Regions from separate parts of the Mus musculus genome. Here region 2 is linked to region 1. The links are chromatin contacts, called in public HiChIP or PLAC-seq maps. All regions are on one chromosome and are shown on one strand. Each heading gives the region's core, a stretch centred on a gene start, on an enhancer-like site or on the middle of the called end of the contact. The rest is flanking DNA. Distances are from core to core; before and after follow the strand shown. Region 1 holds the start of Myo1e (myosin IE). Region 2 overlaps Myo1e (myosin IE).

The links. HiChIP or PLAC-seq counts read pairs in DNA pulled down with a chosen protein or histone mark.
Region 2: an H3K27ac HiChIP or PLAC-seq map of embryonic stem cells shows a contact between it and region 1, with 12 read pairs. The contact joins the enhancer-like site here to the promoter of Myo1e in region 1. A contact is called at or near these places in 3 of 39 promoter capture datasets (liver and trophoblast stem cells), 62 of 484 Hi-C or Micro-C datasets (the AML12 cell line, B cells, the BV-2 cell line and 35 more), 19 of 115 datasets of contacts at active chromatin or transcription factors (bone marrow-derived dendritic cells, bone marrow-derived macrophages, effector CD8 T cells and 11 more) and 4 of 9 other capture datasets (adipose tissue, liver, macrophages and 1 more).

Annotation. Positions count from the first base shown.
Region 1 is chr9:70,204,432-70,210,019 of GRCm38.p6, forward strand. It overlaps Myo1e (myosin IE), which reads left to right and starts at 2,919. Exons shown (of 28, transcript NM_181072.3): 1 at 2,919-3,272. The coding sequence starts at 3,270. All of the region lies in intron 1 of Gm26849 (a long non-coding RNA gene), which reads right to left.
Region 2 is chr9:70,246,473-70,252,060 of GRCm38.p6, forward strand. The region is part of intron 1 of Myo1e (myosin IE); the gene reads left to right. Among named protein-coding and RNA genes, the nearest start is that of Gm26849, 6.2 kb to the left of the region's middle. Within about 2 kb of position 2,594, at least 77 of the 459 cell types and tissues checked have an H3K27ac peak or open chromatin away from gene starts, as enhancers often do. A contact at or near this core is called in the BV-2 cell line, the C2C12 cell line, the MNK3 cell line and 12 more, where this site is marked.

The DNA of each region.
Region 1 (5,588 bases), core at 1,669-4,168:
TAGCTACATTCTTTAAGCCCTAAACTTTTTTCTTCTTTTTTCTTTCTTTCTTTTTTTTTTTTTTTTTTAATTCAGATCTACGAGTTCGAGGCCAGTCTGGTCTTCGAGCAAGTTCCAGAGCAGCCAGAGCTGAGCAGAGAAACCCTGTCTCAAAAAATAAAACCAAACCAGACCCCTCAAATAATCATCAAATTGACAATTAGTTTTAATATATAAACTAATATATTATTAGTTTTCAATATATCCCATTTAACTGGTAAGTTATGCCCCAGTATCAATATAGAAAAGTTTGGAGGTTTAAGAATAGCCTGGGTTATATAGAGAGGTCTTGTTGAGAGAGAAGGAGAGACAGACAGACAGAGAGAGAGAGAGATACAGAGAAACAGAGCCCATGGATGGGATGACGACTTAGGCATGTGTCATTATTTTGGACCTAAAACCTACTGTTCCTTGTGTTGTCTGTAAGCTCAGCTTTCTTCTTTGGGAATCTCTGTTCCCGAGTTCTTAAAATACCTAATACAACTTTGAAGGTGGAGTGCCTCAGTGACATAAGGAGCCACATCTGGGCACATGGAGGTCACGCCTGCTGTGTCAAAGGCTTGGCTGTCATTTTTCTTTTTTTTACTTCCGGTTATATTTTGTTTGTTTTTGTCTTAATGGGGTCTCACTCTTACCCAGGCTGGCTAGACCTTCTGGGCTGAAGCAATCAATCCTCCTGCCTCAGCTTCCAGAATTACAAATGGACAAAGGATGGTGAACAGCACGTAGGTATAAGAAATCGAACCCCAAGCCCCTGCAAGAACCGCCAGTGGTCTTAACCACTGAACCACCCCTTCAGGCCTCTGCCTTTTTTGTTTTGGTTTTTGAGATTAGAGTTTCTTATTGACGTGGAAATCATGGAGTAGGCTAGGCTGCTTGGACAGGGAATCCTAAGCTTTCCTGCCTGTCTCTGCCTCCCCAACATCCCACGACACCTTAATATTTTTCACATTGGTTTTAGGGATCTAACTCTAGTCCTCACACTGGCAAAGCAAATAGGCTCACTAGCTCCAGGTGAGCCACCCCCAACCATTTCTTGTTGTCTTCCTACCAGATCATAAAGCCAGCAAGGTGTGTCACGGTTGTGCGTCTTGTGTCTGGCCTATCTCCTGTGGAAGGAATTCAGTTCTTTGCTGCCCGGACAGGGGGAATAGTCACAAAAATTCAAACATGACTTCCTTTCAAATTGGTATGAGATGGCTCAGTGGATAATGGCACTTGCCAAACCTAACCACCCGAGTTCAACCCGGGAACCAACATGGTGGAGGGAGAACCAGTTCCCACAAGTCGTCCTCTGAACTGCATCTGCGCACATGCTCAGAGGCGTGTGTGTGCCTCTCCCTCCTTTAAAAAATTGATGTAATTCAGAAGATTCTTACTCTAAAACGCACAATTCAGCGGTTTTGGGTATAGTCAGCTTTACTACCAACATCAGTACCTAGGGGACATCCTTGGACCACTCCCCACAAGACAAAGCCCCTTTGTTCCATCAGCTGTCCCTCTACACACCACACCTGTCCCGAGCAGCCAACCAAGATCTACTACTCTCTGCAGCATTTCCTACCCACCACTGTAACACACGGAATTGTTCCTCCTGAACTTTGACCTCAACCTCTTTCACATAATTAGGTTTCCTGGGTCCTTCTCTGTTGCAGGGTGTATCAGCATTCGCTCCTTTTCCTGGTTTGGCCATAGTCCTCTGAAGGTATGCACCACATTAAAACAAAGAGCAAAACTCGTCCTAGCCAAGATGATTTGATTTTTTACTATCCGTTGCAACTCTAGGATCCTAGGTTCACGTGAATGGGGACGACCGAATCTCAAGATTTTCTGTGCTCTTTTCTTCCTGAACTCTTCTTCCTCAGATCCTGGGAGCGCAGCCCCGCAGAGGCCCTGCGAGTTTACTTCCTCAGTCTTCCCTTTCACCAGGAGTCAGACTCCCTAATACTGTTTTAGGAATCCCCGTTCCCCTCTCTCCTAGGCTACCTGGCTTCCTGAAACCGGACACCGCGAGGACCAAGGTCTCTGTCTCTCTCTTTTCTTCTTCTTCTTCTTCTTCTTCTTCTTCTTCTTCTTCTTCTTCTTCTTCTTCTTCTTCTTCTTCTTCTTCTTCTTCTTCTTCTTCTTCTCCTTCTCCTTCTCCTTCTCCTTCTCCTTCTCCTTCTCCTTCTCCTTCTCCTTCTCCTTCTCCTTCTCCTTCTCCTTCTCCTTCTCCTTCTCCTTCTCCTTCTCCTTCTCCTTCTCCTTCCTCCTCTCTCTCTCTCTCTCTCTCTCTCTCTCTCTCTCTCTCTCTCTCTCTCTCCCTCTCTCTCTCTCTCTCTCTCTCTCCCCCCCCTCCCTCCCTCCCTTCCTCTCCCTTCCCAAGGAAATTAATTCAGGTACAAAAGACGGGTGGAGGAAGTATTTTCGACTTCCCTCACAATCCAGAAAGAAAAAAAAAAGAGAGAAAGAGAGAAAGAGAGAGAGAAGAAAAGAAAAAGGATTTCCTTTGAGCTGCGACTTTGTGATCTTTTAAGCAGTTAAAAATATTTCTTTAAAAAAAAGAATCTAGGAAAATCATGCGACTTGTGAGTGGGAGCTAAGTCGATGCTAAGTTTCTCCGTAAAGAGAAGCGACAGGAGCGCGGTTTCCTAACCTCCCCAAGTGTTTTCATCCCTTCGGTTTGGGGGTGGCTCCCTGGGGACGGCTAGGACAGCGGCGCGCTCTGCGGGGTAGCGAGGCCGCAGGACTACAGGATCCAGAGGCCTTTGTAAACTCTTGTAGTTCACGCTTGTTGGCTACCTCGGCTTCCCTGAGGAGTGACGCTGCGAAAACAAATTCTGATTGGTCAGGCCTGTGCTGAATTCTCCATTTATGGACAGATTGCCCGGCCCGAGCCCAGCCTGAGCCAGAGAAGAGTTCGGATTAAGTGTTAAGAGAAAGCGGGTCCAGGCAAAGCAGTTGGACAAGCAATCCCGCAGAGCGCATCAGGGTGCATCTCTAGACAGTTGGGGATCGCCAGGTCTGAGTGTGCACCGGGTCTGCTAAGTTTTGCCTTCACCTAGCGTTTCGGATCCCGCCTGGATGGAGTCCCTCTTGGATTTCCATTGGCTCCTGTGAGTGCTTGGGTGTCGGGAGCTTGTTTTTTGGCGAAGGGAACCAACTTTTGAAGTTCGCCCAGGAGACCGCGTTCCAGCCTCAGTGCCTAGGCAGCGGGACCCGGCGGAGGCGCGACCGCGGCGGGAGTCACCATGGTGAGTTGGCTGCGCCGCGTCCCAGGACGCCTGACCCTGGGATGGGGCAGGAAGCCCCGGAGCGGGCACCTACCTTGGGCAAGCTGCCCAGGCCAGGGGGTGGAGAAGGTGGACGCGGGAGTGTGCACTTCTGGAGCGCTGATTTCCTGCTGTTTGCTGTAAACCGGGTCTTAAACGGGAAGAGGGAGAGAGGAGGGACAAGAAAAACTCTCTGGAGTGACTTTCTGCGCCGCGAAAGTTTTGGTGCCAATGTTGTTGTGGCTGCCAGCTGTCTGAAGCTTGAGAGTGGGCACGTCTGTTTTCACCGGCACAGCCGTGGGACCGGAGACTTTTTTCTCCTCTAGAGAAGGTGAGGGGCACGCCTGTGTCCCTCGGGTCCTCTCCCCTGGGCAGGCACTGGCGTGAGCTCCCTGGCAGGCTGATCCCGCAGTTGTTCTCCTGGCATTGGGGAGGACCTAGGCAGCCCCGCCTGCGCTGGTGATGGGCCGAGCGCTGCACAAAGGCAGGCAGGGGCGCCAGGTACTGCGGAGCACCTGGCGGTGGCCCGGGCTGCAGGGACTCTGACGACAGCGCGCAGCGGCAGCCAAACTGGCCGGGAGCCCAGGCCTGTAGGGTCCCTGTGTAGGGTAAACACCTCCTGAGGAGGGCCCCACCCGGTCCCCAGCTCGAGAGGACCGCCACCCTCTCGGAGATCGTTCCTGGTTTTGTTCTTTCCCACTTGGTACTTGGGGGAGTGTCTGGGTTGGACAGCCTCTCTGTAACTCATTTGAGACTAAGTCCCCAGCCCAGCCACCCTCCTCTCTCAATCCCAAATAACCTTAGCCACATCCCCTGGGCTTTGCCGTGGTGTGGCTTTCCTACTGAAGGACAAAAACAAAGATTGAATTTTAGAGACATTGCCAGCCACCCGGACCGAAAGGGGGGGGACTTTAAAAACTTAAAAAAAAAACTTTTAAAAGGTTTTAGAAGGCTTCAAAGTTTCCACACTTGCTTCGTGGTGGAGGAGCTTGTCCTCCTGGCTTTCTCATTGTTTACTGGCGGTGAGGGTGAAGCTTACTAAAAAAGATGCCTAGCATAGCGCTGGCTTGAGAAATCTGTATCCCAGATCCCCAGCGCCAAGCATCCGCAGCGCACGCCCGGGTAGAACCCACATTCAGTTCACAAACAGTCCTTGCCCCCCCGCGCTGTTTATTCAAAAGAATGATTTTAAAAACAAACGAAACCTTTAAAGGGCATCCTGGCCCCAAGCTTTTACTTTCCACATAGTTCAAAATTATGTCACCTTTGCCCCTGAGAGAGAATACTTCATTTATAAATAAGCTTCCCCCGCCAGTTTCGAGGTTTCAGAAGTCAGTCCACCCTCATGGTGTGCCTCATGGGTGGAGTTTCTCCAGCCTCTGACCGCTTGAACTTGAACAGTGATAGTCCTGGTGCCTAAGAATTGCTGTAATTACTTTCCGTGGTTCAATATTTCTAAAAAAAACCCAAAATCAATGTGTTTATGGCCAAGGACTTAAAGAATTTTACTGTATGTAATTGCTTAAGTGCTACCTTGAGAAAAATCCTTTGTTAAACTCACTTTTTTTTGGCTGCGTAGACCCTAAATTAGCCTGTGATGCCCTTTCCAGAGACGTGGGAAAACACGCTCAATTTGGCTCCTTGCAGTTGGGGTAGTTTATTTGGTCCATCAGATGTGGAGGTGTGTCTTAGAGTCCCTTTCTTGGTTGATTTATCAGGGTAGACAGGGTGTAGTCACCTCCTCCTGGGTTCCCTGCCAACAGCACAGATGGGCATGTTGTGGGCCACTAGGAGGCTATCTGTGCATCAGATATGGTTGCCCGGGCCACAATTTACTGCCCGGAAAAGTTGAAACAGCTGGCTATCCTTAAATAGATGTGCCATGGACAGAAAGAACTCTAGTATCTAGAGTCATTTGGACAAAGTTAAAGGAAATGTGTTTCTTCCATGACTTGGAAGTTTGAGTGGGCTTATCAGCTGTGTGAAGTCACCTTAGAACAGGTACCCACAACTCAGATAGTCCTGTGAGAATGCTCAATGTTTCTGTAAGAAGTCTCTCGCTGAATGGAACTTCTGTGTTATGCATCTGTCTGGGCCTGCCCAGTTGAATCCTTCAGCTGTTTAAGGACAGGAAGGGATGGGCCATTACCCTCGGTGGGTGTGGCCAAGAATTAGCACAGAGCACAGGCCCTTGGCCAGGCTGGAGGAAGAACACCTGCACTGTGAACTCTCTGTGTGCTTGTGCGATGGTTGCTCTTGATTGGCAAGCTAATAGGATTTAGAATCATCACAGAACAA
Region 2 (5,588 bases), core at 1,344-3,843, 42 kb after region 1:
CACTTCCTGCCACCATCTTCGGCCATCCCACCTGCTTACTGGCTGAGCCTTCTCTTCCTATGTATGAGTTGTAGCTAAAGTCGGCCCTGTCTGACCGACTCAGTTCGCACCACACACTGCTCAGATGAGGCTCTGCTAGCCCTCTGCCTCTGGCCTGCTTTCCTCCAGCTGCAGGCAGCCACTGGGGTTTCTGGGCCTGCAGAAGTCCCCTTAGGTCACAGAAGGGAATTTGCAGTCCTGGGCTCAGGCCCCGCCCCTCCAGCTGCACCCCTCACCTAAGCTGCTTATCCATGCCTCCATGACTACCAGGTCCTCTCCCACCCACGTTGGCAGCCCAGTCTGCACCGCACCCTTAGATGGGTGCTCACACCATTTTTCATTTTGTGCCTACTAATTTTTATGTTAAAGTTTTTTTGTGGTTTTGTTTTTGTTAGTTTTACAAATTTTATGTATATGGGTATTTTGTCTGCAGGTATGTAAGTGTACTGTATATGTACCTGGTGACTGGGGGTAAGAGAGGGAGTTGGGTCTCCTGGAACTGCAGTTGCAGATGGCTGTGAGCCACCATGTGACTGTGGGAACCGAACCCCACTCCTCTGCAGGAGCATCAAGTGCTCTTAACCACAGGGCCAACGATCCAATCCCCAAACTGTATCTTTTTATGATGATGATGATGATGTTAAGAAATCCCCTTTTTTGTCAAAACTAAAACTCCGTTGATTTGTTTTTGTTTTAGAAATTTTTAATTCTTTTCTCTTAAAAACAATTCCTATTCTAATTCTATTTCCCCTGATTTTTAAAAAACACATTTATTTACGGATAACCTTGAGAGCAATGGGCTAATAGATGTTCTGTTTACTACATATAAAGGTTGACTTAGACAACCAGAAATAAGGTTTTAAAATTATGTCAGGTGTGTGTGTGTGTGTGTGTGTGTGTGTGAGAGAGAGAGAGAGAGAGAGAGAGAGAGAGAGAGAGAGAGCACACGCACATATGTACATATGTGTCACCATGCATAAGGATCAGAGGACAACTTTTGGGAGTCAGTTCTTTCCTTCCACTAAGTGATACCTGGGGAATCAAACCTAGGTGGTCAGTCATAGTGGCCAGTGCCCTCTGTCAGAGGAGGACATCAGATCCATTTGAGCTGTATCTCAGCAGCCCAGAAATAGTTTCTCCTGATGTGACATTAAAAAGACATAAAATGTGAAAGCACAGATTTAAAGGCATCATTAAGAAAGAAAAGAATCAGGCTGGTCCAGTGGTTAAGAGCACTGACTGCTCTTCCAGAGGACCCAGGTTCAAGTCCCAGCAGCCACATGGCAGCTTGCAATTGTCTATAATAGTTCCAGTTTCAGGAGATATGATACCCCTACACATGGAGGCAGAAAAACAATGTAAATAAAATTTTAAAAAGAAAGAAAGAGAGAGAGAGAGAGAGGGAGGGAGGGAGGGAGGGAGGGAGGGAGGAAGGGAGAGAGGGAGGGAGGGAGAGAGGGAGGGAGGGAGGGAGAGAGGGAGAGATCAAAGACAGAACAACCAGTGCTTCTTGAAAACAACAAAACCTAGGTCATGATATAGTTGGATTTTGCTTCCCCATAGGCAGACTGACGTTTTCAAAACAGCCAGGTAAGCTTGTGCCCTTCTCCCTCACCCCTGCCCTCTCAACTTCCACCTCACTGCTGCTGGGCAAGACATTTGAACTTCAGAAACAGCTATGCACTCAGGTTTGGGCTTGGGTCTAGTGAGATGGCTCTGAGGTTAAGAACATTGGCTGCGCTTTTGGAGGACCTGGCTTGCTTCCCAGCACCCAGTGGTGGCTTGCAACAGTTTACCACTGCAGCTCCTGGGGATCAGATGTCCTCTTCTGTCTTAGCCCTGCACCAGGAAGACGCATGGCATGTATGTATGCAGGCTCTCTTACACATACTTTGTAAAAAATATTTTGAGCCGGGCGTGGTGGTGCACGCCTTTAATCCCAGCACTTAGGAGGCAGAGGTAGGCAGATTTCTGAGTTTGAGGCCAGCCTGGTCTACAGAGTGAGTTCCAGGACAGCCAGGGCTACTCAGAGAAACCCTGTCTCGAAAAACCAGATATATATATATATTTCTTTTTAAAAATTGTGTTTGGATGTTTTTACCTGCATGTCTGTCTGTATGCATATGAATGTAATGCCGTCAGAGGCCAGTGAAGGGCGCTGGGTCTGGATTTGCTGACTGTCGTGAGCCACTGTGGGGGTACTGAGAATTGAACTCAAGTACTCATAACACCAGAACCATCTCTCCACCCTCTAAGTATTTTTAAAAGGAGTTTGTACTTTTGTATCCACGAATGATGTGGTATTTTGTTGTATTTCAAGTAAAGTGTTTGTTTGTTTGTTTGAGGCAAGGTCTGGAGTGTCGACGACTAGTCTTGAACTTGATACATATCCAGGGTTTCCTCATCCAGGGTTTCACAAGAGTGCCAAGGACAGTGCCTGCCTCCCAAGGTCATAAGGTCAGCCATGAAGACTGAATCATCCCCCCACACAGACCTAGCTAGGAAAAGTGGTGATTGTAGGCCACACCCTTTCTACATCTCATCAGCATCTCTTCCTGTCTGAGTCTCCCTAGGCTCCTGATGAGTCAGCTTGCTTTCCCAAGTCTGAGCCCCAGATTCCTCTCCTATACAGGGTTTCGGCAGACAGGAACTGTACCTGCAGCCAGCCTCCGACATTATGGTGGGTCAGTACTAAGCCCTAGCTAGCACTGCCCCTCTGGTAGCAGCCTGGAGTCCCCTGGCTGAGTATGTCCTGTGCAGACCCTACGTGATCATCCTGTGCATCCCACTCGTGGGTCTGCTGTTTTCCTTTCTTAGATACTTTTAAAATTAGATTTTTAAAATGTATACGGATGTTTTGCCTGAATGTGCGTCTATGCACTATGTGTGTGCCTGGTGCCCACAGTAGCCAGAAGATATTAGATGCCCTGGGACTGGATAGATGGTTGTGAGCCACCATGTGAGTGCAGGGAACCAAAGAGGAAGTTCTCTGGAAGAGCAGTCAGTGTTTTTAATCACTGAGCCATCCCTCCAACCTGAGCCTTTTGTTTTTATCACCATTGGAAACAGGGCCACCCACAATCTGGGTAATCATTCTACACACTGAGCCCAAGCCCCTTGCTCTCAGTACCTCCTCTAGCCCTCTTACAGATATCGTATCTAACCCCTATTAAATGGCAGTGTGTATGGAGACACAAGATGGAGTGTGTAATGTTTCTCTTAGAACAAACACAAACATCAGGTGAACTTTCTTCTCACCTGGGAGTGTGTTGTGGGGCGTGGGGGAGCAGTCCTATCCAGAATATAGCTCAACACTCTGAAATACTCCAGGATTCCTGAGGCTGCTCATTTGGCTCGGCCACTGACAAGTTCATGGGCATTAATTAGGCGGCATGTTTTAATGTTTTAAGTCTCCGGGCTTATTTCCCACTTCCAGTTCCAGCGTCTGGTGTGTTGCTTGCTCAGGATGACATCTTCCTTATGAAGCACAAAGTTTTCATAGAAATATGGAAAGAGGTCAGCCTGACGGACTCCGCATGAATCCTCTGAGAAGTATGCTGTGGACATCAGGGAGTTCTGCGTGCAGTCTGCACCACACTAAATGACTGTTATAACTGACAGTGTGGTCTGTATGGACAGGAAGCAATCAGAAGAGGGATGGGCAGATGGGAAGTAGTGTTTGCAGTCATGGGAGTGACCATTCCAGAACAATTGTTAGCCTTTCTTTCCTCTTCCTCATCTTTTTGTAATACTTTTGGAGAGGGGGGGGAGAGAGAGAGAGAGAGAGAGGGAGAGAGAGAGAGAGAGAGAGGCCCCACCCATTTTTTTTTCTTTTTGGCAGACTTGGAATGAGTTCATTAGCATCCTGGCCTCCAGTCTGGAGAGCAGAGCCTATTCTCTTTGTAGTGGGTACTGTCAGGAAGCTTACGAAAGCACTTGGAAAAAATGGCACCCATTCTGCTGTCAAGGACTTTTACGAGGGTCAAGTATCCTTGGCACAACGTCGGCCCAGAGTGTCTTGTGACTTGGCCTCAGCAGAGAATGCCACAGCTGCCCTGTGACGGGTTTTATTAGCCACAAACCTGAATGCACTAAATGCTTACCATGGTGAAAAACTGCCGTTCTGTGGTCCCATGTCCTCCCTCCACCCCTCCTTTAGACTCTGTTCTTTTAATCTTGCTCTCTCTCTCTCTCTCTCTCTCTCTCTCTCTCTCTCTCTCTCTCTCTCTCTCTCTCTCTCTCTCTCTCTCTCTCTCTCTCTCTCTCTCTCCTGTTGTCATTCGTTGTCTCAGAATCACCACAAACCAATTGCACTAGCACGCACGTCTTGAGCCTCAGATGCCTCAGTGTAAAATCTATTTCAAATGGCCCCCATATGTGTATGAGTAACTCCTGGGTTGTAGTTTGTCATGAGAAAGTTTGAGTTCCACAAAATTCAGCAGCAGAAAAACAAAACAAAACAAAACAAAACAAAACAAAACGAGATTGGCCTTGAAATCAGAGTGGAAGGAGAGAAACCACCTGAAAAGATGTCCTCTGACCTTCTCACGTGTGCTGTGTGTATGTATATGTATATGTGTGTGTGTATGTATGTATGTATTATATGTATTAAAAACACTGAGGGTTTAGGGGAAGGGTGTTTTCCTGGCATGTGAAAAGGTCCCATTTCCCCAGAGATACTATGTGAAAGTGTCTCAGAAGTCACCCCATAGTGCAACATTCTATGTAAAAGTGTCTCTCTCAGGAGTGACCCCATAATACAACCTTCTTCCTATGTGAAAATACAACACTCTATGTAAAAGTGTCTCAGGAGTGACCCCATAGTGCAACAGTCTATGTAAAAGTGTCTCAGGAGTGACCCTGAGTTCAATATTCTTTCCTTTCCAAGGCTTCCGTTTTCTCACTGCCCTCTCTACCACTGCTTAAAATAGTTAAGACACATCCTTACCTTTTTGAGGTTTTTATTCTGTGCTTTTATACACGCTCTCATGTTGCTCAGACTGCCCTGGAATACTATGTAGCCAAGGATGACCTTAAACTCCCAATCTTTCCTCCACTCACCAAGTATTGTGACTTCAGGTGTTTGCTAATATACCCATCTTATGCAACCCTGGGAAGGGAAGCCAGGGTTCTGGGTATGGTAGGTGAGCACTAGACCTACTGACCCACATCCTCAGCCCATCACAGTTGCTTTCCTAAGTCAGTAGAAGAGGAAACTGGAGCACAGAGAAAGACTGGCCGTGTGGGCTGTCTGAGTATGCACAGAAAGTAGGTGAGAGAGACCATGCCAGATCCTCTGCAGCCCGGCGCCGGCTACTTCTACACTACTGATTCCAGCAGTGTGTCTGTCTCTCCACTCCAGGGAGGCTGAGGCGGAAAGGTCACAGAGACCTCGGTCAGATTTAGCCAGGTTTGCAGAGCCGGTTGGATGGCTGAAGGCCTCCCTGTCTGACGCTTGCCCCAGTCCGTCTGGGTGTGACCCAACCATTTTGGTGTCTGTCAGGTTCCATATCCACGGGAGTAATTAAGCCATTTTAGTAATTTCATGT